Regions from separate parts of the Mus musculus genome. Here all the other regions are linked to region 1. Evidence: chromatin contacts called from public Hi-C and promoter capture Hi-C data. All regions are on one chromosome and are shown on one strand. The core of a region is the stretch at or near the end of the contact, and the rest is flanking DNA. Distances in the headings are between cores, read along the strand shown.

The links. Promoter capture Hi-C pulls out the DNA fragments that hold promoters and counts their contacts. A called contact is a pair of places that touch in the nucleus more often than the background predicts.
Region 2: a promoter capture Hi-C map of 3T3-L1-derived adipocytes shows a contact between it and region 1, with 5 times the contacts expected there. The contact joins the enhancer-like site here to the promoter of Shisa4 in region 1. A contact is called at or near these places in 21 of 39 promoter capture datasets (the 3T3-L1 cell line, 3T3-L1-derived adipocytes, the C10 cell line and 13 more), 3 of 15 datasets of contacts at CTCF or cohesin (the NIH/3T3 cell line, embryonic stem cells and pro-B cells), 9 of 484 Hi-C or Micro-C datasets (the C2C12 cell line, the HL-1 cell line, adipose-derived mesenchymal stem cells and 5 more), 30 of 115 datasets of contacts at active chromatin or transcription factors (VIP interneurons, astrocytes, bone marrow-derived macrophages and 16 more) and 2 of 9 other capture datasets (adipose tissue and pancreatic islet).
Region 3: a contact with region 1 is called in a Hi-C map of muscle stem cells, with 2.5 times the contacts expected there. The contact joins the enhancer-like site here to the promoter of Shisa4 in region 1. A contact is called at or near these places in 8 of 39 promoter capture datasets (the 3T3-L1 cell line, 3T3-L1-derived adipocytes, liver and 3 more), 1 of 15 datasets of contacts at CTCF or cohesin (the NIH/3T3 cell line), 31 of 484 Hi-C or Micro-C datasets (the BV-2 cell line, the CH12 cell line, ECoMG-derived neutrophils and 18 more), 1 of 115 datasets of contacts at active chromatin or transcription factors (pancreatic cancer cells) and 2 of 9 other capture datasets (adipose tissue and embryonic stem cells).
Region 4: a promoter capture Hi-C map of embryonic stem cells shows a contact between it and region 1, with 5 times the contacts expected there. The contact joins the enhancer-like site here to the promoter of Shisa4 in region 1. A contact is called at or near these places in 6 of 39 promoter capture datasets (the HPC-7 cell line, HPC-7-derived erythroid cells, cranial neural crest and 4 more), 1 of 15 datasets of contacts at CTCF or cohesin (pro-B cells), 2 of 484 Hi-C or Micro-C datasets (bone marrow-derived macrophages and embryonic stem cells), 11 of 115 datasets of contacts at active chromatin or transcription factors (bone marrow-derived macrophages, embryonic forebrain, embryonic midbrain and 5 more) and 4 of 9 other capture datasets (adipose tissue, embryonic stem cells, liver and 1 more).

What each region holds. Positions count from the first base shown.
Region 1 is chr1:135,370,595-135,377,493 of GRCm38.p6, forward strand. Shisa4 (shisa family member 4) reads right to left here and starts at 4,469. Exons shown (of 5, transcript NM_175259.4): 1 at 4,295-4,469; 2 at 3,784-3,955; 3 at 2,558-2,691; 4 at 1,603-1,770; 5 at 862-1,402. The coding sequence starts at 4,367. The coding sequence ends at 1,356.
Region 2 is chr1:135,193,440-135,200,338 of GRCm38.p6, forward strand. The region is part of intron 1 of Gm41955 (a long non-coding RNA gene); the gene reads right to left. Among named protein-coding and RNA genes, the nearest start is that of Gm41955, 5.2 kb to the right of the region's middle. Within about 2 kb of position 2,677, at least 27 of the 459 cell types and tissues checked have an H3K27ac peak or open chromatin away from gene starts, as enhancers often do. A contact at or near this core is called in 3T3-L1-derived adipocytes and embryonic stem cells, where this site is marked.
Region 3 is chr1:135,534,133-135,541,031 of GRCm38.p6, forward strand. It overlaps Nav1 (neuron navigator 1), which reads right to left. Exons shown (of 30, transcript NM_173437.2): 2 at 3,065-3,167. Among named protein-coding and RNA genes, the nearest start is that of Gm32940, 26 kb to the left of the region's middle. Within about 2 kb of position 2,414, at least 115 of the 459 cell types and tissues checked have an H3K27ac peak or open chromatin away from gene starts, as enhancers often do. A contact at or near this core is called in 3T3-L1-derived adipocytes, the BV-2 cell line, the CH12 cell line and 12 more, where this site is marked.
Region 4 is chr1:135,213,238-135,220,136 of GRCm38.p6, forward strand. No RefSeq gene overlaps it. Among named protein-coding and RNA genes, the nearest start is that of Gm41955, 15 kb to the left of the region's middle. Within about 2 kb of position 4,529, at least 35 of the 459 cell types and tissues checked have an H3K27ac peak or open chromatin away from gene starts, as enhancers often do. A contact at or near this core is called in embryonic stem cells, where this site is marked.

The DNA of each region.
Region 1 (6,899 bases), core at 3,219-5,718:
AAAAAAAAGGGCTGACCTTAGAGAACTGGGGGTAGGGGCATTGGATAAGTTGGCATTTCCCTACTTGAATTAAAACTATTAAGAATGGTCTCAGGGTGACTCTTAGTACAGGGCACTTAGCTATCATGCCTGGGGCTCCCACAGACCATCTATCCCAGCATCCCCAAACCTCAAAACTTCCTGCAATTGTCACCAGATGTCTTGAGAGCACAAAGACTATGACTTCAAGGATCACAGCAAGGGAAGATGGGCAGACAGCTCTGTGTTACTCCCAGGTCACCTCTTCTAGGTAGCCTTCACAGTCTTTATACCTAGCTTCCGTGGACCGGGACACTGCCCTGTAGAATCTGACACCTTAGCATCCTGTGAGGATCAAGCCGGCAAGTACCTTACACCACACCTCTGTATGTTGGCTCCAGGTCCTGGGCCTCTTCTGATCAGGAAGGAAGGACGGACTCATAGTTTCGATTCCATTATATATCATCCTCTTGACAGCTATTATCCCCATTCTATACATGAAGACACTCAGAGGCAAGCTCAAGGTCAGACAGTGAAGAGACCCAGATTGGAAGGTAAGTGTTCTTGGATGGAGAGGTGTCTTTATATAGCTGGTAATGCCTTGGACGTCTCAGAGGCCTGGTCCTGAAAAGCACGTGAGCACCCTCTCTCTAGCTGCCACAAATCTGCTCAACAGCGTTGGAAAACAGTCCAGAGATGCTCAGGGGTTCTGCCCAGGATGGGGCTGATGGTGGCACTCTCCTCCCACCGGTGCTGCCCTCCCCTGCTGTGGAATGTGGAGCAGGCAGCAGTCCGGGTTCAACAGGAGGCAGGGTTAAGAGAAGGGGCCAGTGATTCCACTGATGAGTTACAGCATTACAGCTTTAATCCAGGAGGCCTGAGCTCCAGCCAATTGGGCAGCCAGAGGGAAGGGCTGTGGCCAGCTGTTGATAGAGCCCCCTCACTTGTCTCCACCTCAGCCCAAACTGGGCATATAGGAGGGGTCCCACCTTTCTGATTGGGGTCCTGGGCACAGAGGGACGACTTGAAAACAGAGACTGTGGCCTAGGCTCTCATCTTACTCCCAGTCTCCCAGTAAAAATAGCTCATGAATCCCAAGTCCTCCCTACCCACCCCTCATCCACGGCCTGGTTCCAGCTCAGCTCACGTTCCACTTCTCTGGGGCTCTGTCCTCAGCAGGGCCCAAGGCTTGGTTTGACTGGGGGCTGGCCTGATGACTAGGAGACCCTTGCCCACCCTCAGGGCTAGATGCAGGTACAGGACGGGGACTCTCCCAAAAAAAAAAAAAACCCAAAAAACGACATCACGGAAGGGACAGCAGAGCCACAGCTGTCTCTTCAGGCTCCTGGATAAGAGGGCTGTGGTGGCATATAAGGCGGAGGAGCTGAAAACCAAGGAGACAGGATAAGGGTCAGTGGGACACAGGAAGACAGGAAGTACTCTCCCCCCTTCATGATGCGCAGGTTCCATGGGAAGAAATGCCTAGAAGTTTCCAAGGAGACATGGAGGGACCCTGGGAAAGGTAATCCACCAGCGAAAGGAGTGGGGACAAGAAGGGACAAGGATTCCAGGTCGTGCATTTACCTGCAGGGTTGTAGATTGGGGGCCCAGCTGGGTAGAGGGGATACTGAGGAGCAGGGCCGCTAGGTGGGTACATGAAACCAGGCTGTGGAGGTGCAGGGCCAGCTTTGGGATCCGGGGGGTACTGGTATACTGGCTGCATTGGGATGCCTGTCATAGGAATCTCCTGGCCTAGAAGAGGGACAAGGATCCGCATTTAAATACCCAGCTCCCATAGAAACCTCCTCCCATCCAGGAGACCAAGGTAAGCACTCTGGCAACTGCCTGGCAGGCTGCTGGGTGGCCACTTGTAGCCTTTGCCTCCCAAAGTCTGCTTGCCCAGAGTTGAGCAGGGAGCTATGTATGAAGCTAAGCAGGTCAGTCTGTGTTGAGCAAGTTTGTTTCTCCCCCACTCCTACCCCACCCCTGCAAGCAGGTTAGAGAGCCTTCAGGAGGCAGGCTAGCCTGGGAGAGTCCCACTTGGGTAGAAGATGGGCAGCTCCAGATGCTGGTATCTTGTAATCCAACATAGCTGCCTCTAAGGTGGTCCTCCCCTCATGCTGATCTCCTGTATGGTGTCATCATCCCCATGTTTATCAGGCCTGGGCAGTTACATGCAACACTCAAACATACATCCGAAGTACTTGAACACGGCCCAGTTAGTGTTCACTACTACAGACCCCACTTCAGCCCCAGACGTGCTTATACCTACTGCACACTTACCACCGACGGATGCATTCCTGCGCACGACTGAAAGTTCATGTGCATGCACATACAAGGGCACACTGACTCGCTCCCATACATTCCTGGATGCAGTCTAACGCTCAAGGGTTCACTTGCACACATTTCCCACTGGCGATGCTCAGGCACACAGAAACCCTCACTACTACAGAATTCACCAGTCCTTCGTCCCTTTGGTGCCCATCACAGCAGTCAATCCAGCCCGTTTCAGACTCATCTTGCCTGACTCTGTGCGTACCTTCAAACGTGCTCTGGAGCTGCTGGCGCCTTCGGTATAGGTAACAACAGGAACAGAGGAAGCAGCAGATGGTGGTGGCAACCACAGCAACAAAGAGGATTACAGCAGAGGCGATGCCTGCTATGGTCTTGGGACTTTAGACAAAAAACAGGTCCTCTCACCTTCCAACATTCATAAGAGGAACTCCTCACGGAGCTGACTCCAACTCTTGGCCAGCAGGGAGCCACAGCATGCTATGTCTTGGGGTTCCCTGTGGGATTAATTCTGCCCACCTTGTTAAGTAGCTCTAAGAGACCTCTACTTCCCAGGAGGCCATGCTGTCTGGGTAGCTGGCATGAGGCATGCTGGGATTTGTAGTGTGCCCACCTACCACTGCTTTTATATTGGTTAGGTTTAAAGTATGTTGGCCTCAATGGAGCCTTTGAAATAATGAAGGGCCATTATCATCAAATCTTACAAGAGCTTGCAATCCCCTTATATCAGTTTTATGTGTTTGCAGCTCCCTTTAAAAAGTTTGAAACCACTAATTTGGGGGCTGGGAGTGTAGCTTAAAGTAGCATGTTGGCCTGTTTGAGGGCCTACCCTTAGCCCTGGGCTGGATGGGGGAAGGATTAGCAAAACTTTTAATTTTGGCAACTGTTTCTTTTCTTTTCTTTTCTTTTCTTTTCTTTTCTTTTCTTTTCTTTTCTTTTCTTTTCTTATTTGTTTGTTTATTTATTTATTTATTTATTTATTTGGTGGTGTTATCGTTTTTGAGATAGTCTCACTTTGTAGCCCAGGCTGGTCTGGAACTCTTTAGTGATGATCTTCCCGCCTCAGCCTTCTGAGTGCTGGGATTACAGGTGCGAGCCACCAGGCCGGGCTAGCAACTTCCATATTATTTTAAAAGGTAGCGGTACTCTATAGAGGGCAAGCGCCTTAGCTGGATCACAGTGCACCAGCCTGGAAACAAAACCCAAGTCTTCCTGCCCTCTCACCAGAGCGTCTACCAAGGCACTCTGCTGTTTGAATGTTAGTGTTAACTCAGCACACTCCCTCCCAGGACCTGTCAGGATCCAGAAAGCCCCTGGAAACAGCCCAGGCAAGCCCATGGTAACTAACACCAACCACCCAGCTCTGTCACCATTTGGAGTCCTGGTGACTCCTGCAGTTAAGAATGTGGAGGTGGGCACTGGAGCCAGCAGGAGGCCTCCGGAGAGGGGGTGGAGTGGGAGTCCGCAGCCCACCTGAAGGCCAGGCAGTGTTTCTGCTGTCTCTCGGTGATGAGTAAGGTCAGGTCCCTGCAGCAGTACCGCTGGTAGCAGGTCCCGCAGCAGAAGGTGAAGAACTCGCAGTCAAATCCCGGATGCCAGGAGCCATTCCGGTCCAGATACCACAAGCAGTCCTCACTCGCCAGCGCTGCGGGCAGGGGTGGAGGTGCCCAGTGGACACCAGTCCAATTCAGTTCTAGCCACCCTCAATCTCACTGCCTTGACAAGCTGAAAGCTCACTTTTGTTTCTACCCTAAGCTAGAAGTCCTAGAAGCCCCTTTCTCCCTGAAGCTGAACCCCGCGCCTGGGGGTCAGGTTCCCGCTGCCTGACCTCTCAGCGCCCTTTCTTTCCTGCTCCGGGAACAACCGCAAGCATCTGGGGGGCATGGACACCCGGAAGATAGCCTCTGAGGACATGGCTGGTCCCTTTCACCTCTCCCTGATCTCGCCCCACCCCACCCATCTCGTGTCGCTCTCCATCCCTTACCCAGAGGAGCCCCAAGCACCAGCAGGACGACGGCTGCGAGCGGCGCGGTCCCGCGGGGCCCCGCGGGCGGCATGGCGAGAGGGGGCTGGGCGCGGCCAGGACGGCCTGGAAAAGGGGCCGCAGGACAAAGCTGGACGAAGCCGGCCGGCGGGAGCTGCAGCACCGCCCAGCCCGCGGCCAGGCTCTGGCTCCTCTCCCGCCTTCTTGGGGCGGGACTAACGCCCCGCCTGCAGTAACCCTGCCAGGGCCCCGCCCAGGGGTCTGCCCACCAGCGACGCCCACCCAGCCTCAGCACCGGCCTGGTACCCCTCACCCCAAGACACAGCCCTGCTCTCTCTGTCCACAACAGTGTGGTGACTCCTTTAGTCTGAGCCCTTAAGGGCACAGCCAACAGCTGGTCACTGCGGTCAGGGAGGCCTGGCAGTACCCTGTGCCCGCCTCTCTCCTGAGACCAATCATTATCCCAGACCCCAGAAACACTGATCCTGGTGCCACCTCCTAATGAACAGCTCATGGGCCAACTCTGGAGGGGCAGGGCCGCACCTTCCCTTGTGTGGGACCTCCTCTGCTCTGGTGTCCAGTCTTGGACGTCCTGCAGGGGGAGGATGGGGCAGCGTCACCCTGCCCCCATTCCTAGAAACAGGCATCCATTGAGAGGAAGTTCAGAGAAGCTTTGTCCCCATCGGTGCCCACAGGGCCTGGGCCCTGGCAGCTGCACTGGCTCCTGAGATGGCCCCTTCTCCCTCTGAATGGACAGCTCCAACTATAGCCTCACTCCTCACCGGTAGGGGTGGCCGCCGCCACTTGAGACACAGCCAGTTAAACACTTTACAGTGGAAACTCTTTTTCTTCATGGAGCAAGCCTGCAAAAAATACTACATAAGCTATCAGGGTCAACAGTTAGTTACAGGTGGAAAGTCTCAAAGAAGAAAGTCAATGTACCTTTACCAACTCGTGTGGAGTTGATGCAGGACTCAGCGTCAGAGCCTGGGGCTCCAACGAGCCAGGTTTAGACAATTACCCTCAATAGACAATTAAAATAACCAAATTAATAGTGAAATGTATTCAATATGGCCACACTGGAAAGAGGGTCATGGAGATCTAGTGATTCCTTTCCATGCCCTAGTCCTGTGGGTCTCAGCCTTCCTACTGTGGCAACCCTTTGACACAGTTCCTCAAACTGTGGTGACTCCCAACCATAATATTATTTTCATTGCTACTTCATAATTGTAATTTTGCTACTGTTATGAATGTAATGTAAATATCTGTTTTCTGATGGTCTTGGGCAACCCTTGTGTGAAAGGGTGCTTCTAACCCCAAGAGGGGTCTCGGCACAAAGATCCTAGTCCATCTCAAGTAAGGGCAAAGCTTAAATAGAGAGTAAGATATTTGACTAAGTGGTCCAGGCAAGATGTGATTCCCCTGCCCATTACTGCCTTGGCTCCTAGTTGCTCCTGCAAGGTTACTGACAAACTGTAAAGTCTTTCACCAGGAGATATGTGCCTTTTCTGTATGCCCCTGGGCCTTCACCAATTCCTCACCCAGCGGAAAGTTCCTGGGGTCCATTTCTTGGAGTCCATTCTTTCAATACTCTGACAGCTAAAGAGGAAGCAAAAGTCCCTAAGCATTCGTTCACTGCTGCCAGACAGACAGGTAGTTACAGAATGTGGAGTAGTCATGCTCCACCTGCATGCAGTTCCCTGACCAGGACTACCGATCAGCTGAGGCAGAGTAATGGCTACCTTAGTCTCCTGCCATGGACACTTAAGAAAATATTTTTTATGTGTCTGAGTATTTGCCTGCATGTGTGCATGTGTACTACACGCATGCCTGGTGCCCTTGAGGGTGTCTGATGCTCTGGAGCTAAACTTATGGGTAGTTGTGAACCATCCCATGGGCACTGGGAACCAAACCTGGGTCTTCCTTCAGCAAGGGCACCAAGTGCTCTGAACTGCCGAGTCGTCTTTGAAGCCCACGCCATAAGGCCCTCTAATATTTGGGCATCTACCTCATCGGACTCTTTGCACAACTCCCCTAGCTAAGCCACACTGGTAAATATTTCTATCATTACCATCACAGACTATAACTCAAATGTTAAAGGTTTAAGGTAGAGTAGCAAATGGTGAAGCAAACAGTAGGGCCCATTATCTCTACACAGGCGGATCTTGACTTTCAGCTAAAGGGTACACGGACCGAAAATGCTTCCTGGTGTTCAGGGTGAGGGAACCAGAGGTCATGGGCAGCAAAGCAGAATGCCAGTGAGTTAGGGAAAGGAAATCACGGAAGGATAGCCCTAAAATTATTCTTGTAGGTGGTGGCACATCCTTCCAGAGAGAGAGAACAAGAGAAGCATGCTCCGGCCACCAGAAGAGGCTGGCAGGAGTGTGTTGGACAGTCATAAATACCACTGCCAAGGACATGTCTTGACTCAGTACCACCTATGTCTGCCCACCCATTGCTGTCCTTCTTCCTCTATCATGAGCTCCATGAAAGCAAGGCTACTGTCACCAAGCTGCGGAAGTAGGTGCCCAGCAAAGGACTGTCCCTCCTGTCCCAAGTTGACTCTGCTCTCTTCTACGTGAGTGCTTTAGATCCACCTTGCCTG
Region 2 (6,899 bases), core at 1,427-3,926, 180 kb before region 1:
TTATCTGGAGGTATGTATGGCCCAAGGAATGCTTTCAGTAAATAGCAGCTGTTACTGGTTTACTGTTATTGTAATTAGATCTCCTACAGGATGGGCAGGGAGACTTTGATGCAGAGATAATAAAGTCAGGACCTGGGTTGAGAAACCTCAGGTTACAGCCCAAGTCCTCCAGCTTCTCCTTCACCCTCGCAGCCTCTGCAACTTACTCTGGGCTTACAGCTCCCTGAGTGCTCAACTTCCCTCAAATTAGGGCGCAGAAAATAGAGGCATCTATCTCAAAGACAGGAAGCAAAGACTGCTGGAGTCCAGTTGCTGAGGGTAGTCCTAAGGTTTTGGCCCACTGAACTCCCTGCCTGTAGGGATAACTGTAAGCTGGAACACTGACTACATGGCCAGCAGAAATGGAACAGGAAGCCCTGAACTGGCCAGCACCAGGGTGATAAGCTGAAGGGTGCTTGCCCACAAGAACCAAGGTCGGCTATGGCCTGTGTGTGGCACTTCTCCTGCTCTTCCCTCCTACTCTCCTATTGCTGGTCCTTTTGCCTTGCCCAGAAAGCGTATTCCTGGAATTCTGTGCTACCCCACCTCTCCATCCTTCATGATGGTCTTCTTAGATCACCTTTCTACCTTTCTGAGAGCTCTCTGAAAAGGGATGTAACAAAGTGTAGAACACTGGAGCTGGGTTCTGAGGTACACACCTGAAATCAAAACACTTGGAAGACTGAGGCAGGAAGATCACACATTTAAGGCCAGCTGGGCAAACAGTAAATACATTTGTTCAGTGTTGGACTCTGGGTGTAGCTCAGTCGATCGAGCTCTGGCTTCTGTTTCCAAAACCACACAAGACTGGGCAGGGTGGCTCAGGCCTGTAATCTCAGCGCCATTCCAGTACTGGGGAGGTAGAGGCAGGAGGATCAGAGGTTCAAGGCCAGCCTGGGATAAGTGAAACTGTAGCCTCCCCCAGCCTGAAGCGGGCTGGTACAAACCTTGTTACTGAGGTGGGCCCACCTGCGGTGCAGCTTTCTGACTTGGCTGGCTTCTTTTGAAGTGACAACTGCCCTGAGATTCTGCCACCTGCCAAGAGTCTGAACCTGTCTTCCTGAGAGATTCCTGAATAAACTGCCAGCCTGGCAGCCTGGAATGACTCCAGGCACCAAGAGTGGAACTGGCGACTTACTGCTAACGGCTCTGGCGGACTAGTGCTAACAATGTGGCAACAAAACATCAAGAAGCCTGGCATGGCAGGGGATGGGCTTCCCCCCTTTATAAGCACAGACTGCTAGTAAACATTGAGCCTTGAACAGGGAATCATCTTGGCTCCATTATTTCTCTGGATCTTTCAGCCCCAGCCTGCCTCCCAGGTGTACCCAGTCCTTGTAAGCGGCAGGCCGGCTTGCTACATGAAATAATTTATCAAAAACGTTTAAAGCCGGGCGTGGTGGCACATGCCTTTAATCCCAGCACCTGGGAGGCAGAGGCAAGTGGATTTCTGATTTCGAGGCCAGCCTAGTCTACAAAGTGAGTTCCAGGACAGCCTGGGCTATACAGAGAAACCCTGTCTCAAAAAACAAAACAAAACAAAACAAAACAAAACAAAACAAAAAAAAAAAAAAAAGCCGGGCGTGGTGGCGCACGCCTCTTTAATCCCAGCACTCGGGAAGCAAAGGCAGGCGGATTTCTGAGTTCGAGGCCAGCCTGGTCTACAAAGTGAATTTAAAAACTGTTTAAAATTTTTTAAGGCCAGATGAAGTGGTATTTGTCTTGAACACCATCACTGCAGAGGCAGAAGCAGTTGGATCTCTAAGAGTTGGAGCCAGACTGGTCTACACAGCTAGCCAGGGTTACATGGTGAGACCTTGTTTCAAAATTATAACAACAACAATAACAATAATGTATATACACAAGTAATACACACATTTCATATGTGTACATGTACACACGTGAGCACACACAGTTCTCTATTCCCTTTTTTTTTTTTTTTTGATTTTGGTTTTTCCAGACAGGGTTTCTCTGTGCAGCCCTGGATATCCTGGAACTCACTCTGTAGACCAGGCTGGCCTCGAACTCAGAAATCTGCCTGCCTCTGCCTCCCAAGTGCTGGGATTAAAGGCTCTATTCCCTTTCGTGCCTATCTTTCTCCATTGACTGCTTTTTTTTCCTTATCTCTCATCCCCTCCTTCCCAGTGATGGCTTCCACCTAATCCTTCAGTCAAGTCAGGAGAGACCTGAGTTTCTCCCTTGATGCGGGCAGATGAATGAGATGCCCGCTCAACCCAAGAGGCTGCTGCCAAGTGGTACAGCAGAGCTGGCCCTGCCACTTTGTCCCTTCCCGGTCAGTCTGGTTGTGGACATCTGTTTCTTTAACTGCCGATTTGTTGTGGTGGTTAATTAGCACTTATCTGGATGTCAGGCCCCTGAGGGGACACCCTGGAGCAGTCCTTATAACAGTCATCTCCTTCAGCTGGGCTTACAGTCTGAGAAAAAGAGACCAATCCTTCAGTCTTAATGTCCCCCAGCCCTGGCCTTCACCTGCGGGGCCTGGGTACCAGCCCCTTGTGCCTCTTAAGCCCTCTTGCAAGCCAGGAGCGCAAGCAGCCTGCTGCAGCTGGCCTGAACAGGACTGGACTGGGAACATCTCCAACCCCCCAGAATGGCCCAGTGTCAGTTTCAGGCCCTCATGGGGCAGGAGGAGGCTGAGGGTGGGGCTGCCAAAGTCAACAAAGCCTGTTTCCATGCGCAAGGACCTGTTTGGCACCTGCGATCCTGTTTTCCAGCCCATGAGCCTTCTCCCTGGGGTCAGCTGGAGGTCCCCTCCCTCTCGTCCCCAACTCCAAAGCTTCTCCTTCTTCATCATGAGGTCTGCTCAACTGTCCTACAGACCCAGAGACCTGTGACACACTCCAGCGTGAGCCCCATTGCCTCTAGAGCAGTGGCTCTCAGCCTTCCTAATGCTGGGGCCCTTTAATACAGTTCCTCATGTTGTGGTGAGCCCAACCATAAGCTTATTTTTGTTGCTATTTCATAACTAATTTTGCTACTGTTATGAATTATAATGTAAATCTGTGTTGTCCCAGGTCTTAGGCGACTCTTGGGAAAGGGTTGTTCAACCCCCAAAGGAGTCATGACTTCTACATTCTTGTACCAAACATCTCTCATAGTCTACAGATCAGACCCACAGTCTAGGGCTATTTGCATGAGCTTATTTATTTGTTTTTAATTCTTTTAAGATTTGCTTATTTTATGTGTGTGAGCGTTTTGGCTGCATGTGTATGTGCCTGTGTATAGTTCTAAGCTGCAACCGGGTGGATACCGGGGACTGACCAAGTCCTCAGCAAGAATGACAAGGGTTCCTAACTGCTGAGCCATCTCACCAGCCCCCATTTACATGACTTGATCTTCATCTCCTACGCTAGCATGGCCATAGCTTCTGTCCAGCTAAAGAACTCTATTTTATCTGAGGAACTTCTCCAAAGACCAATCGTCAATGGAGGCATCCAGGTCTTACTATGTAGCTGTAGCTGGCTTGGAACTCATTATGTAGATCTGGCTGGCCTCAAACTCTCTGAGGTCTCCCTGACTCTCCCCTCTCAAATGAATGCTGGGCTTAAAAGCATGTACCCTAGGCCTGGCTTTTCCTACCAGTTATTGAATCTCTGGCAGTTTTGGTTTTGGTTTTGGTTTGTCTTGTTTTTTGAGATAAGGTTTCTCAGTGAGGACGTGGCTGTCCTGGAATTCACTCTGTAGACCAGGCTGGACTTGAAGTGAGAGATCTACCCTCTTGCCTCTGCCTCCTGAGGGCTGAGATTAAAGGCAAGGCGGGAATCACTGGTGTTTTGATCTGTTACTTAGTGATTTATACCTGGTCTCATTCTTCAAAGCCCCCTCCCTCCCTCTCAATGAAAGGCCTTTTTATATTTATTTATTTTTTGCATGTGACTTTTCCCCTAGACTAAGAATTTAAGTCTTCATGCATATTAGACAAATTCTCTACTACTGAGCCCCAACCCTTAATTATTCTTCCTTATTTTTAATTAAAAAATACTTATATGTGCTGGGCGCGGTGGCGCACGCCTTTAATCCCAGCACTCGGGAGGCAGAGGCAGGCAGATTTCTGAGTTCGAGGCCAGCCTGGTCTACAGAGTGAGTTCCAGGACAGCCAGGGCTACACAGAGAAACCCTGTCTCAAAAAACAAAAAAAACAAAAACAAAAACAAAAAACGTATATGCATAGCATGTATGCCTACATGCATGTGCAGGTGCCCTCTGAGGCCAGAAGAAGGGTAGAATCCTCTGGAACTAGATTTATGAGCTGCCCAGTGTAGGTGCCGGGAACTACATCGAGTCCTCTGCAAGAACAACAAATGCTCTTAACCACTGGGCCATCCCATCAGCTTCTATTTCTTTGTTTCTGAGAGTCCATCTGCCCTACACTGACTTCAAGCTCTGCGTAGCTGAGCATGGACTTGAACTGATACTCCTACCTTCACGTCCCAGAGCTACAGCAGCACTCTAGTCTTAGTCCTGCGAAGGATGGTACCCAAGGCTTTGCGCTTGCTAGGCTTGCTCTCTACCAACAAAGGCACAGTTCCAGCCCTGGAGCCATGTTTATTCATTTTGTTAGTCAATTTATTATTTATTTACTTAAATTTAGAAACAAGGCCCCACTATGTAACCCAGCCTTGATTTACCATCCCCCTGACTTAGCCTCCCGGATATTAAGATTACAGATGCCACCCCTAAAATATCTTCAACCTAAACTCCCAGTTGCCAATACTACGGAGGTGGCTATCTCCCTTCAAGATGAGTACTAAGCTGGGCTAGATACTATCACTGAGTTGATAGTAAATATATGTGAAGCTGACGTTCAACAGTGTTTTGGTTTTTTTTTTTTTTTTTTTTTTTTTTTAATCTCCCCATCACATAAGCTGTTTTGGTTTCTGCAGGGGCAACTTTAGTAAGTTCCCAAGCCCAGCCTTGGTTCTCCTGACTCCCCCAGGGTCAAACCAGACTCCCTGGCTCACAACTGCCTCTGTCAGGGAAGAAGCCTCCGGCCACCCTCAAGCCTCCTCCTAGTCAATGCCTGCAGTCGCAGAGTGAAGAAAGAAAGCATTGATTTAACTAACAAATGCACTCAGGGTGTAGCAAGCTTGGGTACAAGTGCCACCAATCCACAGGCCTCTCCCTTGCTCAGGGAAGGACAGCAAAGCTCTTGCCGCTGCAATAGGCTGATTTGCTTGGCAAAGTCTGAGGGTGTTGTGTGGTTATATCCAGGTAAGTTGTACAGCAGCTGCAGATGGGCAAAGACAGCGCCAAGCAGGCTGCTGGTCCAAATACAGCTGTGGCTATCTCCCCACCGAGCATCCTTCTTTATTAGTCCAGATTCTCTCTCTACCCTGATACCAGTTTGCTTGCTCAGGTGTTGATACCTGGCAAAGAGGAGCCAGCCCTTCCCCAACATCAGTCTAACAGGGATAAAGATTACGGGTTTTTTGTTTGTTTTGTTTTGTTTCCGAGACAGGTCTCAAGGTGTAGCTCTGGCTGTTCTGGAACTTGGTATGACCAAGTATATCCTGAGTTCAAGGCTAAAGCAATTCAGCAGGGAGCCCCGCCTCCTCTGAGCTTGGGCTTGCTCCTTGGGCGGAGCATAAGACGTCCCTAAAGGCCTTTGCCCTTCTCCCCCACGCTTGGCGGGAGCCTTGGTTGCCTCGCCCCAGCACGGCCCTACTTCATCACCCCTCCTCCTTGCCCTGGGCGCGGTTGTCCTACCTCCCCCAGGAGGCTCCTGGGGCGCGGGTCCCAGGTCTGTACAAAGAGTCCTTTGTCTGGGCTGGGAGCAATTGTTCTCCCCTTTATGGAAACAAGGGCTGGGTCTTATAATCAAGCTTTCAGAGGCTGGATCAAAGGGCACTGTAGCTTGGGGTGTCGGGATTACGGAGCTGTCCTCAGGGAACTGCTGACAGCCTGTCATCCGTCTCTAATCCTCGTACCCTTTTTTTCGTGGGCTGAACCTGTGTGAGCCTTGGGGTGCAAGGAAGCTGGGGGAGACCGGCTCTCTCCTCCTGCTGGCTCTCAGGGCTCAGGTTACAGCCCCTGCCAGCAGGGCACTGGGTGTGAACGTGCAGAGAGGCACTACCTGGTGAGAAAGGGTGGTGACTGATTTGGCTCAAAGCCACCAGATCTCCCAGATCCTCTGTCAACGTGAGTGGAGGTGGGAGCGCATGCCCTCAGATTCACAGAGGCCTCCCTCCTCCCATCTGGGCGTGGCTTCCTCTCTGTGGAGATACCAGGGCCTGGTCCCCTGCTCTGCCCACAGCTTCCCCTCATTCTGCCTGTGGTTCCCTGGACCTATCTCTCTTTTTCCACCTCTCCACCTACTTTAAGGTCCTTCCCACCACCCTTGCATCTCTTATTTTGCAACAAGTGGTGGGCCTTTCATCCACGGGGACCTTGCCTTCTCCATCACACATGTGCACCCCTGGGTCCCCAAGACAACAGCTTGCAAGTTCTAGACACAAGTTCTTTGTCTTTACAAAGAAATCTGTTTTAAAACTCAAGGAAAGCAAGACCAGGGCTCGGTGGTTAAGAGATACTGCTCTTGCAGAGTACCTGAGTTCAGTCCTCAGTACCCACACTGGGTGACTCACAACCCAAGCTCCCTGTGCCACCTCTTGCCTTCCATGTACATGCACCCACACACAGATGTGCACACATAGTCACATAATTAAGAAGAATACAAATTTTTTTTTTTTTTTTTGGTTTTTTCGAGACAGGGTATCTCTTTATAGCCCTGGCTGTCCTAGAACTCACTCTGTAGACCAGGCTGGCCTCGAATTCAGAAATCCACCTGCCTCTGCCTCCTGATTGCTGAGATTAAAGGCGTGCGCCACCATGCCTGGCTG
Region 3 (6,899 bases), core at 1,164-3,663, 160 kb after region 1:
TAGGGTTGGACCTCAACACCATCTCCATCTCCTGGGGGACAAAGGAAGTTCCCTGATGTCGGGGAAGCCACGGTCAGTCTGGTTGCTCACCTCCGTATTCTAGCACCTCATGAGGGAGGAGGCAGACCCAGGATGACTGTGCTGAATGTGGTAGGGACTGTCTCACCACAGATGAAGGTCAGGGCCTCATGCAGTAAGTACTTAGCAAAAAGAGGCTAACTGTGAGATGATGATGATGGTGGTGGTGGTGATGATGATGACAGAGGAGGAGCAGGAGGAGCAGCAGGAGAACATGGGGGTACACGGGGGAACTGGCTTGGGTACTTGGCTTCCAACACAGTAGCAAGCACATAAGGAAGTGAGGGCCCCCCACTCACCTCTGCCCCTGGCCTACCCTCTGTGTTACTCTCTGAACAGAAAACGCCTCTCTCCTATTTTGAGGCTCTATTTTGTTGTTGATGATTTTGTTTTGTTTTGTTTGTTGTTTCTTGAGACAGGGTTCTCTGTGCAGCCCTGGCTGTCCTGGCATTCACTCTGTAGACCAGGCTGGCCTCGAACTCAGCCTCCCCAGTGCTGGGAGTCGAGGGATGCAATATAACCATCCAGGTTTTTGCACTAAACCCCATCTCTAGCTCTCAGAGGAAAAGGTTTCTAGCTCACAGCTGATCTTCTGACCTGCAGCCCGAGCCTGGCCCCAGGCTTGCCTCTGGGGTATGGGAGGGGGGAGGTCAGTTTTGTTTCCTCTCCTCACCATCCCTACCTCAGACTTTTCTCACAGAGGGAAACATAGCTGCAGAAATAGAGGATGTAGCCTGAACGTCAAGTTTCCAAAAAGGAACTGAGTCTAAGTCACCCTGTGAGTCCCAGGGGGAGGGTGACCTTGGCAGATGCACCCTTAAACCCCCAAGGCCTTCGGGATGAGACTGTGTTGGCTCTGAAGGCTGGTGCCTCATGCTGTGTAGATAGATGCAGAGCTGCCCACATCAGCCTGTGGGGTCCAGCGTGTGTGTCTTTTCCCCCCAGTCTTTTCTCTAGTTTAGGGGAATATTGCTCCAAGGTACAGGGAGAGATTGATTGATAAAAAGCACTTTAAAAAGCAAAAGAGCCGTAAAAGTCAGGACACTGGTGTTTGGGTTATCCAAGTGTGGACTGGAGCTAATGTAAACTAAAGGCTAAGAGAGGAAGTGACCCGGACGGAGTATACAGTAAACAGAAGACCCAGAGGCCTGTTGGTCCTTTCTTTTCCATAAAGGGAGGCTGGAGCCAGAGGCCCCAAGGCTCTTGTCTCAACCAGTCAGCTTTAGGCTTCCCGACTTCCCTGGGGCCTCAGGGCAGGCATGAAGACACCAGGAGGCTGGAGCAGCTGCCTCTGCCCTGCTTCTGGGGGTGAGTCATTTGGGGTGTGACTCTTATAGCAGCTCAGCAATTCTCAGCTCCTTTGGCACGATCTTGGCCAGTGACTTGGCATGGAGAGATGTCCCAGAAACTTCCTTGGATAGGGGAAAGATTTGTCTATAGGGGGCTAAACTGTTGGATAACAGCTGAGTTAGAGCCTCCACTCTATCTCTATCTGGATTCCTATTTAGGGCTTGTGGGATGGGCAGGGGCTGTACCAAGGCTCCTGAAGCAACACAGACCACTTTCCCCTTACTTCCCTGACTGCCTCCTCCTAGTCCTCAGAAAGATGCTTAGGCATCTGGGACTAAGAGCCAACTCTTTTCTTTCTTTCTTTCTTTCCTTTTTTTTTTGTTTTTTGTTTTTTTGTTTTTTGTTTTTCGAGACAGGGTTTCTCTATGTAGCCCTGGCAGTCCTGGAACTCACTCTGTAGACCAGGCTGGTTTTGAACTCAGAAATCCACCTGCCTTTGCCTCCCAAGTGCTGGGATTAAAGGCGAGTTTCACCACCACCAGGGTAAGAGCCAGCTTTTTCAAGTCAGGGATATGAGTGGGCCTGTAGGGGGTAAGGGGAGGAGAAAGGTCTCAACAAGAAGCCCTAAGGCCAATGGATGAAGGCTCCCAAGGCCGAGGTTCAGCAACAGTTATGTGCTCCCACAGAGACTGCAATGATGCCCTAAAGGTAACAGGTCCTCTGACATTGAAGGCATGAAGGTGTGTCTGGATACTCCTCTGGCTGGCTGTGCCCTGAGCTAATAAAACTCCCTTTCCCCATGTCCCAAATTTGCATTCAGTTTTCTAGCACCAGGAGACAGAGAGGAACCTACCTCTAGTTCAACTGAGGAGGCTTCTGGTTCTTAATAAACAGGCCCTCTATGTCCATGCTCCACGATTTCCCAGTCTTGGCTGCCTGCTCACCTCCCCCCTCAGAACTCAGCTGGGCCCTCTGTCCCCCTTAGAGCTGACAGTATGAGCTCATCTGAACAGCCCAGGGAAGCCCAGAGGAACTGAATGGGAAATTCTGACTCACGGAGGGGTTGGTGCCAGAATGCTGCTCTTGGGGAAAAAGGCTGAGGGAGGGCTGTGTACCCTATAGCTGGGGGCTTGGGGGTTTCTGTAAGGGCTGGGGGAACAAGAGGGGATACCACTGGGTTGATTTTCTGGGTACCAGTATGTAGACCCTGTTGGGCACTCAGCCCTCCTTTAGGAGTGATAGAAGAGACTCGAGGACACCTGGCTGGTAGAGGGCTGATGAACCCAGGTGTTGGGATGCGGGGTACTAGCATCCCAGAGGGATGGGACTGAAAAGGAGGAGGGGTGAAGGGGTGTTCAGTAAACAAAGGCCTCTTGAAAAAGGAGGAGACTGTAGCCCACAGAGAGAACAGGTACCACAAACTGCACACCTGGCTTTCCACCCATACCCAGCCACCGTCACGGATGATAGCCTGTGTTCAACCATAAGCAAAGGCAAGACTGAGCAGGGTTTCTGCAGTGGTGCCGAGTTCCCCTTTCTTTGTAGCGCTGGCAATACGGGGGCCCCAAATGCCTGTGTTCACAGAGGCCAAGGCCCTCTGGTCAACCTGGGATGGCCATGTGGAGGTGTGGGGAGACACCGGCCCTTGCCCTCCAGACCCAGTAAGAGCACATCACCAAGGGCAGCCCAAGCTCACCTGTGAGTCACCTGGGAGCCTCGCAGGCTGGACATGGTTTCTTCCAGGTTCTGTCGGAGATCCAGAACGTTCTGTACTGTTCTCTTTCTCTGCGACTCTGGATCTGGCGAGGAGAAAAGAAAGAGGCGGTGAGAGGAGAGGACTCCTTGAAGGGACCTGGGAGTAAGGGAATGGGAGGCAGACACCATTATCTCCCAGAAGCCAGACCCTGGGGCCAGCCACCTGCTTCTTCTGTTCCTCAAAGATGACTGACAGTGCAGGTGCAGCTAAAGACCTCCATGTGTGTCCTGGGCTGGCTGAAGCCCCATACCCAACAAGGGCTACAGATAGGACCCCTCAGAGCCTCTCCCTGAATGACCACTGTTGCCTCTGGCTTTGGTTTCCTGTGGTAGAATGAAATGGGACACCCCTGACCCCCCCCCCAACCTCCTCTGGAGCAGTGTGTTGGTGTGTGCTTAGGGCTCTTGGAGGAGGGGACACTCTGACGAGCAGAGCTTGCCTAGTTCCACCATATAAGTATCCCTACACGGTGAGTTTCCATTTGTCAACATATCACAGAACATATCGTTCGAAGGGTTGGGACACATGGGGTTGCTCTGAGGGGTCTAAGAGGCCTCTGAGAGCCTCCTAAAGGTGAGGTGGCTAGTGGGAGCGGGAGATGAACAGCCATCTTCTGGGGTAGTTCAGACCCTATCCAAGAGTTAGAATCGCGAGTGAGGAAGAAGCATGGGCGGGGCCAGAGTCTGACCCAGTCAGGATCCCTGTGCTTAGCCTTGGTTTCCAGGCAGGATCATATTAGCCTGGGCAGACGAGAGAGCCTCTAACCGTACACGAAGCCTCACACTTTCTCCCATCTAGGGATGGAAATAGCATCCAAATGACAGAACAACCACAAGACCTTCTCCCTTCTATTGATCCACCAAAGAAATCTTTATCAAATCCCACTTGGGGCTGGGCGTGGTAGGGCACACCTTTCATCCTAGCACTCAGAAGGCAGAGGATGGTGAATATGAGTTTGAGGATAGTCTGGTTTACATATCAAGTTCTAGGCCAGCTGAGGTTACATAGTGAGGCCCTGTTTCAAAAGAGAAAAAGAAAAAAAAAAAAAGAAGAAGGAAATGAAAGAAAGAAAAACAGAAAAACCTCTTAAAAAAGCAAACAACAACAACAAAAACCCAAACCAAACCAAACCAAAAATAATCCAAAGACTCCAACTCAACTTGGTACCAGGACTGTGCTAGGCTCTGAGGACACTAACGAGGCTCTTGGACCGTGTCCCATGGATAACCTTTTACATAGGGATCCAAAGTCACTGTCACTGAAGGACCCAGCTTTCCCAATCCTCCTCAAGAGTTGGCTTCAGTAGTAAGTGACAGAGATAAGAGTGAGACCAGCCCTCTCCTCCCTTCCTCAACCCTTCCAGCCCTCTGTGCAAGCCAACCTTACCCTACTCCCAGGCCCAGCCTCTCCCCACCCACAGACTCGGCAGGGGAGCAAGCTCCTTCTGGCCGCCAAAGAGAACATTTCTGAATCCCCCAAGAGGTATTTTTGTTTTTTTTTTTTTCAAGACTGAGCTCAGGATGTCTGACTGTCACCGGCTGTCTGACTGTCACCGGCTGTTTGGCCAAGAGCGGCTGGGTGGGGTGGAAGGGCCATGCTGTATGGCTCTTCTCAGAGTCTCTGGGGCACCTTCTTCTTGGGCCAGCTCCAATCCTGAGCCCAGCCATCTCTGTCTTCCTCCCTTGAGGTCCTGTCCCTGTCCCCTAGCTTCTCAAGCCAGTCTCATGTACTCAGGGCTCCCTGTTGGTGTCAAGGAACAAGGAGAAATGGCAGGCCTCCATGCCCGGGGTCTGAGCTCTGTCCACAGCCCTGGCGTCATCTCGCTGGCTGCCAATGCCTGTTTATCCTGGCAAGTGTCGCCTGGTGAGCTGCTCCCTGCCTTTAAGTGATGGCTTGGCACGGGACACAGTCAGGGTCAAACAGTGTACACCTATATATTTTAAGGTTTAGTTCACAAGACCCTATGTGGGATCAAGAACAAGGCATGGGTTTCACAGAAGGGTGATGCCTTCTATAGTTTGGACGGAAATGAGCCAAGGTGCACATATCTCCAAAGGATGTTTCCAAAGAGGAAAGTGACGGAGAGTTATTCAGAGGCTTCTGGGTGTGCCCAGTCCTCTGCACACATCATCCAGTGGAATCCCAATGGGAGATTTGTGCTATTGTTCCATTTTACAGATGAGAACACTGACACTTCGAGATCAAATAAATTCCTCAAGGCCACACAGCTAGCATAAGCACAGGGTAGAGCTAGAGTCTGAAAGAAACTCAACCTCTTTTGATGTAACACTGGGCATTCCTGTGTCAGCAGTGACATGTACAGTGACTGCATACAGTAAGTGCTTAATGATATTCCAAGATTTAGTGAGTGCTACCACCATTTAAATTTTTTCATAAATGCGTGCGTATGGGTATATTTGTGTATGTATGTGTGTATATGTATGTATGTGTGCATAATGTTGTATATGTCTGTGTGTTGGATATTGTGGCATTAAAAATGTCCCCGTCTCTTTAAGAAAAAATGTTTAAGCCATACAGTTGGCCAGCTTCACTCCTAATTCTCTAGGCTTTGGGGGCACAGCAGGGAATGATGGGAATTAGAACCCAGAATCTTGGTAGTGACAGAGAACAATATACCAACTTCTGATATAACAATCATGGTGCAGCCGGGCGGTGGTGGCGCACGCCTTTAATCCCAGAACTTGGGAGGCAGAGGCAGGTGGATTTCTGAGTTCGAGGCCAGCCTGGTCTACAAAGTGAGTTCCAGGACAGCTAGGGTTATTCAGAGAAACCCTGTCTAGAAGAACCAAAAAAAAAAAAAAAAAAAAAAAAAAAATCATGGTATCATGGTGCCTTCTCTCCCCAACCTCCTCAAAGACCTCTACCCCAACCCCTACATTTTTCCATATCAACAGAGTAGAGTAGTGTACACACACACACACACACACACACACACACACACACACACACACACACACCAGGACGACTCTTCAAAAACCAAAAATACCAAGGTTCTGGAAATGGCTTGGCCCAGTCCTGCGTATCATAGAGGTGGGAGGCCAAGGTGCAGGAGCACAGCCATCTAGGGATGGCAGAGAGACTAAGAGTGATCTGCAGACCCCAGGGTAGGCTTAGAGAGGCAAGAAGGCTTGATTTAACGGGAATGGCCGGATCTGTTCAGTGCCCTGGCTGGGATTCTCCAGAAGCGGCTACACCCTAAAGCTCCATGGGTGCCTCAGCAGTGGCCCCTAGTGGCCAGATACAGTATGACACCTTACATTTCCACAGCTGGGTCTGCTCTGTGTGTGTGTGTGTGTGTGTGTGTGTGTGTGTGTGTGTGGTATGTATGTGTGTGTGGGTGATAGTTATACTTCTGATCTCCAAGTAAATTTTCCATGCTTAGCCTTTATTAAGTTATATTTTCCAAAGAACTCACCCTACCCCTTACCCTCGCCCCTCTGTGCCCTGTTCTACCCCAGCATCCAGCCTCTCTCTCACTGTCTGCAGTGAGAATGAAGATCTGGGAAGGGATGGAGCCATTCAAAGCACTAGCGATTTGTGATGACATTAACATTACCTAAAACATTATTCTCCTGGTTATGTCCCGATGTCTTGGAGGCTGCCTCTCCGTGTCTCGGTCAACCCTGTGGTCTCAGGATGTGGTCTGGGAGGAAAATGCTGAGGTCTGTCAAAGACGGAGGAGTCTCTTCCTACTGTTCAGGATGTTTCCAACCTATGTGAGACCTCTGTGCACGTTACAGCTAAGCTTTTGCAG
Region 4 (6,899 bases), core at 3,279-5,778, 160 kb before region 1:
GACTCATGCCTGAGGTTCCAGTGTCCCAGAGGCTGAAACAGGAGGATTGCTGTGACTTTGATATCAACCTAAGCTACATAGTGAGTTTCAGGCCAACTAGGGAGAGAGAGTAAGACTTTGTTTCAAAATCAAACAAATAACCCTCAAATTTTTAAAAAGTGGCCATTGGTGATGTGTGGCTGGAGCTACAAGTCTGTGTTTGCTTTGAACTTTGTAAAGCAAGCTAGCCTGAAATCACAGTGATCCACTTGCCTCCACCTCCCTGGTGCTGGAATCAAAGGTGTACACCACCACTGCCAGGCCTGTGTGTATGTATTAAAAATAATATTTTTATTATTTTTTGAGAATTTACACACGTATACTACATATTTTGATTATATTTAAGCCCCAAACCTCCCTAACCCCAGGAGATCCGTCCCTCATCCTCCACCCACTCCTAACTTTCATATACTTCTCTCTCTCTCTCTCTCTCTCTCTCTCTCTCTCTCTCTCTCTCCCTCTCTCTCTCTCTCTCTCTCTCAACTGGACCTCACCATGCAGCCTGTCTGGCTGATAACCCACTATGTACACCAGGCTGGCTTTGAACTCACAGAGATCCAGCTACCCCTGCCTCTCAAATGCTGGGTTTAAAGCATCGGTTCTCAACCTGTGAATCACAACCCCTTTGGCAAACCTCTATCTCCAAAGATACTTACATTATGATTCATAACAGTAGTAAGGAAAGTAATTTTCTGGTTGGGGGGGGTCCCTACAACATGAGGAACTGTCCCAGTGTTAGAAAGGTTGAGAGCCACTGGTTTAAGGCATCTACCACAACACCTGACCTCTTTTTTTTTTTTTCTTTTTTATAGCCGACTGATTCCAGTTTGTCCTTCCCATATACTCACGGGTGTGGGACCATACACAAGACCTACCAGGCACCACACCCTTAAAGAAAACTGACTTTCCCTCCCCCAGCAGCCATCAACTCCTCATCTGAGGGTGAGAGCTTGTGAGTCCCTCCCCATCATGCTTTGCTGGTCTTGCCCAGGCAACCACAGCTGTTAACCATGAGTGTGATGGTCCTGGTTTGACCAGAAAGTGGTTTCTGTCCAGGCCTTTTCCATCTACAGTTTTTACAGTTTTTCCTCCGTGGCACGTGGACCCTGAGCCTTGGACAGGGAGACTGATATAGATCCATTTATGGCTGCTGGTTTGTTTGAGACGAGGTCTTGTCTCGCTCTGTAGACAGGCTGGCTTCCAACTCTGTGTGTAGGCCAGGATGGTCTGAACTTGTGAACCTCCACTCTCTTCTTCCCTGTTTCTGGGTTACGTGAGTGTCACAGCTTTTAATTTTTACTCCTCATGGCTTGCTCTGGGGCAAGTCTGTTGTCCCCTAACAGGACAACACGTTCTCACAATATGAAGTGGGCTGTGAAAAGAACAACTAGGGTTTTCTGCCAAAAATCATGATGGCTGTGGTGGAGCATGCCTTGAATCCCAGAATTCAGGAGGCAGGTGAATCTCTGTCAGTTTGAACCCAGCCTGGTCTATGAAGCGGGTTCCAGGACAGCAAGGGCTACTTAATGAGAACCTGTCTTGAGCAGCTCCTCACCCCAGGCCCATGTCTGACAAGTGTGGAACAAGCCGATGTTCTGGCTGTAGCCTATGAGATATCCTGAGTTTGAGCCCAGCTGCCAGGCACACCCGTATTCCTAATCCAAGAGCATCCTGAGACAATAACTGCTATTGTTGCTTTAAAATTCTGAGTTTTGGCCAGGCGTGGTGGTGCACGCCTTTAATCCCAGCACTTGGGAGGCAGAGGCAGGTGAATTTCTGAGTTCGAGGCCAGCCTGGTCTACGGACTGAGTTCCAGGACAGCCAGGGCTACACAGAGAAACCCTGTCTCAAAAAAAAAAAATCTGAGTTTTGGTGCTGGGCATGGTGGTACTCTCCTTTAATCCCAGCACTTGGGAGACAGAGGCAGGAGGATTTCTGAGTTCGGGCCAGCCTGGTCTACAGAGTGAGTTCCAGGACAGCCAGGGCTACACAGAGAAACCCTGTCTCGAAAAGCAAAAACAAAAACAAACAAACAAACAAACAAAAAGTCAAATAATAAATAATTGGGACTTTGGAGTTATTGGTCATATAGTAACAGACAGCAAATGCCCATGCATAGGATGTTGTAAGAGCATTGTGGAAATCTAGTGCTCATTCCTAGAATCCTATTACTCAGTCAGATTCTGAAGGAAGATTGTCACAAACAAAACAAACAAACAAAACCAAAACCTCCAGAGGCTATGGAGCTGGCTCAGTGGTTAAGAGCGCTTGTTGCTCTTGCAGATGATCCAAGTCCCAGCAATGGTTCCTGTACCACATGGTACTTCACAACTGTCCATAGTGCCAGTTTCAGGGGCTCTGACCCCTTTTTCTGGCCTCTGCAGGTGCCAGGTGCAGCTATGGTACGTGTGCACACATGCAGACAAAACTCTCAATAAGTTTTGTTTGTTTTTTTGTTTTCTTTAGACAGGGTTTCTCCATGTTGTCCTGGCTGTTCTAGAAGTCACTCTGTAGCCCAGGCTACTCTGTGGCCTCAAAACTCACAGAGATCCACCTGCTTCTGCCTCCCAAGTGCTGGGACTAAAGGCATGCATCACCACCGCCTGGCAAACATAATTTTTTTAAATAAAAAAATAAGATAAAATAAATGGACTGGGGAGATGGCTCCGCTGCTCAGTCAGTGATGTGCACCATTAAGGGCTTGTGTCAGTGTGAAGACCTGAGTTCACACAAAGGCCGGGGGTAGTGACTGACCTGTGCTTGTAATGCCAAACCCAGGGAGCCTGAACCTGACACCGACAGAAAGAGAGTATATGTTAAAGGGATGCTCCAGAAAGAACCAAACGACAACGAGATAGAAAATGGGTTAGAGAAACTGAATCGACATTTTGAAGAGACAAATGACACACCTATGAAAAATAGGGGTGTTTAAAAGGGGGAAATAAGGCAGGCTTGGTGGTGCACACCTTTAATGTCAGCAGTTGGGAGACAGAGGCAGACAGATTCTGTGATTTCAAACCCAGACTGGTCTATAAATTGAGTTCCAGGATAGCCAAAGCTACACAGAGAAACTACATAGTAAGACCCCCGTCTCAAAATGTTTTTGTTGTTTTTGAAAAAAGGGTGGGGATCAAAGTAAAGGAGACATCACTGAACTAAGTCAAGAAAATATCCCCAGACTGATCGGAAATAGCCTTCAAATTCCAGGGTGACAGGACATAGCAAGAACCAAAGCGGTGTTTGGAAACCAAAGTGTCACAGGTACAAGTGACACAACTGAAGCAAGAATAAATCAAATAGTCCTGTACCTTATAGAAAGAGAGAGAACAAATCCCATGATCAAAACTGTGGCCAGGGATAGTGGCGTACACCATTAAGCCCAGCATTTAGGAGGCCCAGGCAAGTGGATCTCTATAAATCCAAAAGACAGCCTGGTTCGTCTGACCAGCCAGGGCTATATAGTGAGACCCTATGTCAAAAATAAAAGAATAGTGTTGTGTGTGGTAGCACATGCACTCCAGCACTTGGGAGGCAGAGACAGGTGGATCTCTGTGAGTTCGAGACCAGCTTGGTCTACAGAGCAAGTTCCAGGAACCAGACTCTGGCTGTGGACAAAGCAGGGAGTCCTCTTACCCACTGAGCCATCTCTCTAGCCCCATATTTCCCCCTTTTAAACACCCCTATTCTTCATAAACTTGTCATTTGTCTCTCCAAAATGAATACTCAGATTCTCTTATCCTGTTTTTCTTTTCATTGTCTCCTACACAGAGAAACTTGTCTCAAGCAAACAAAGAAAGAGAATCGATGTCTGTTTTAGCTTTGGCTTCAGTATGAAGAAGTACTCTAAACAAACAAACAAACAAACAAACAGTTAAGAGCATGAACATATGTGTGCTTGGGGCTACTGTACAGCACTGGCCTTGCATACATACATGGAGCCCAGGGTTCCATTTTCAACACTAAAACATGGAAAAAACCTAAGGCCCTCCAGAGGTGTTTGTTGAGAGAATACAGATGTTGATTTTCTATTTGTGTCTGGAGGCCTCAGGGTACCCACTTCCAGCCTGAAGAACCTCTGGCCTAAAGAGGACAACCAGAACTTTTGCTTTCTCTTCTTTCTCTTTCCACTCCTGCCCCTGGAATTGGCTTGGGGTTCAACCCGAATTTTTGTTCTCTCCTTGTTGAACTGATCCCTGCAGTATAGATTTTCTTCTCTGCAAAAAGGACCGTGGGGAAAGATACCAGAAAAGGCAGTTTCACCTGGTCCCCACCTGCCCTCACTCCTCCTACTGGGATGTTTCCAGAAGGCTCTCAGGGCCCTGTGCTCCCCCAACTAATCGTTTTCATCGGTCCCTTGGGGAGCCTGTCTCCTGGGATAATCGAAAGCAGACCGGAGCAGGAACACTGGTCAGCAGCCCCACCCTGTGCAGTCACAGTTGCTGCAGCCTCAATGACAACCCAGCTGAACCCTTTGTTGGGTTCGTGACTTCAATCTATTTGCAGAGCGCTGGCACCCTGCGCAGCTGACAGAGCCCCATTCACTGGCCCGGGACTCACAGGACCACACCCGCCCACACACAAATGAGAGCAGTTCAGGTTACATCAACCTTGGAACCCATGGCTACAAAGGAGGTTGGGAACTGGGTAGCAGGGCCGCACCCCACCCCCCAGGTTGCTTGGGTGGCTGAAAAACACAGTTTGGCCTATTCTAAATCTCTGGAGTAGCAAAAGCATACGGCGGCCCTGGTTGTCTAAGATATCAGCAGGCAGGGGACAGTCCCACTCACTTTCCCCCAGGGTCCATGGTACAGTGTCACACCAAGCCTGGGACTTGTCTACACTTGTCCTGTGCACCTAAGTCTAGCTTTAGTGCTAGGCTTAGCTCTTCTCTACTATGATGCTCTGGCCTACGGATGCTGTTGCAGACAGCCTTAGCAACTGCAAGGAGTTTTTGGAATCTTTGAGCAAGGTTACCAAGGTGATCCTCACCTGGGCCCAACTTGGCATCACCTTCCTCCCTTTGACCCTTTGACCCTGTGGCAGGTACCTTGGTGTCCTCTGCCTCACTGTTTATTTTTCAGCAGAGCCCTTTGGCTTCACTGCCCAGATATAATCCTATTATATACCATTTTTCACTATCATGACTATACTATCCAAGTCCAATGTAAAGATGGCTTACCAAGGCTTGGGACATAACTCATTTGGTACATGCTAACACAGTAAGTGTGGAGCTCAGGGTTTGATCTATTGTACCACATAAATAGGGTGTGATCCATGCCTGTAATCACAACACACAGAAGGTGAAGACAGAAGGGCCAGAAATTCAAAGTCACCCGCAGTTCCAGGCCACCCTCACCCCACCCCCACCCCCCCAAACTCAAAAACTTCCCTGAAAACTTCCCCAAAATGACTTAGAAGCCAGACATGGCACTATAGCAGGACATCCCTATATAGTCTTAGCACTTGAAAAGCTGACAAAAGATGATCAGGTTCAGCCTGGGCTATATGTAGTGACAACCTATCTCAATGGAAAACAGACCAAACCAAACAGCAGCAGCAGCAGCAGCAACAACAACAACAACAGCAACAACAACAACAACTACAAAACGAAACAACAAAAAAGAAAGAAAGAAAGAAAGAAAGAAAGAAAGAAAGAAAGAAAGAAAGAAAGAAAGAAAGGAAGGAAGAAAGGAAAGAAGGAAGGAAGGAAGGAAGGAAGGAAGGAAGAAAGAAAGAAAGAAAGAAAGAAAGAAAGAAAGAAAGAAAGAAAGAAAGAAAGAAAGAAAGAAAGAAAGAAGGAAAAGGAAAAACTCAACTCACAAAAAGCAGATGTATTCCCTGATCTAAACTATGGACCCTTTTTTAAAGTTTAATTTACTTTCATTTTATGTGGGTGAGTGTTTGGTTTAGTTTGTTTTGGTTTTTCTTTCTTTTTTAAATCACATTATTTTTTTAAGAATTATTTATTTATTTTATTTATATGAGCACACCGTTGCTGTCTTCAGACACACCAGAAGAGGGCATCTATCCCTTTACAGATAGTTGTGAGCCACTATGTGGTTGCTAGGAATTGAACTCAGGACCTCTGGAAGAGCAGTCAGTGCTCTTAACCATGGAGCCATCTCTCCAGCCCCCTGTTTTGGTTTTTCAAGACAGGGTCTCTCTGTGTAACCCATACTGTCCTGGAACTAGCTCTGTAGACCAGGCTGGCCTCGAACTTAGAGATTCACCTGCATCTGCCGCCCGAGTGCTGGGATTAAAGGGGTGTGCCACACTGCCTGGTGTGTATTAGCGTTTTGCCTGTATATATGTTTGTGCATTAAATGCTCGCTCTATGTGTATGTGTGCGCTATGTACTGGTCTGGTGCCCACGGAGGCTGGAAAAGAGCATTAAATCCTCCGAACTGGCGTTGCAGGTGGTTGTGAGCCACCATGGGGTACGGGTCTTGAACCCAGGTACTCTGGAAGAGTAGCAAGTGCTCTTTCATTTCCCTAGCCTCTGAACTATGACCTTTTGGTCACTCTTTAAAACTGATAACCCAGGACTCAATTGATAAGGAATTTGCTGCATAGCCCTGGGTTTGATTCCCGGTGCTATAAAAGAGGCCTTGGCTACATAGCAAGTTCCAGACCAGCCTGGGCTACGGAGACCTTGACTTTAAAAAAGTGGGTGGTGAGGACAAATGAGCATATCATACCAAGTGAAAAAAACCCCATGTGTTGTATGATTCCATTGATATGAAATATGCAGAATATGCCAGTCTATAGAGACAGCAAACAGATTTCTAGTGCCAGTGCCCAAGGGGCGGGAGGTTTGGGAGTAACTGAAGAAAGATGTGAAAATGTTCTGCAATATGAAA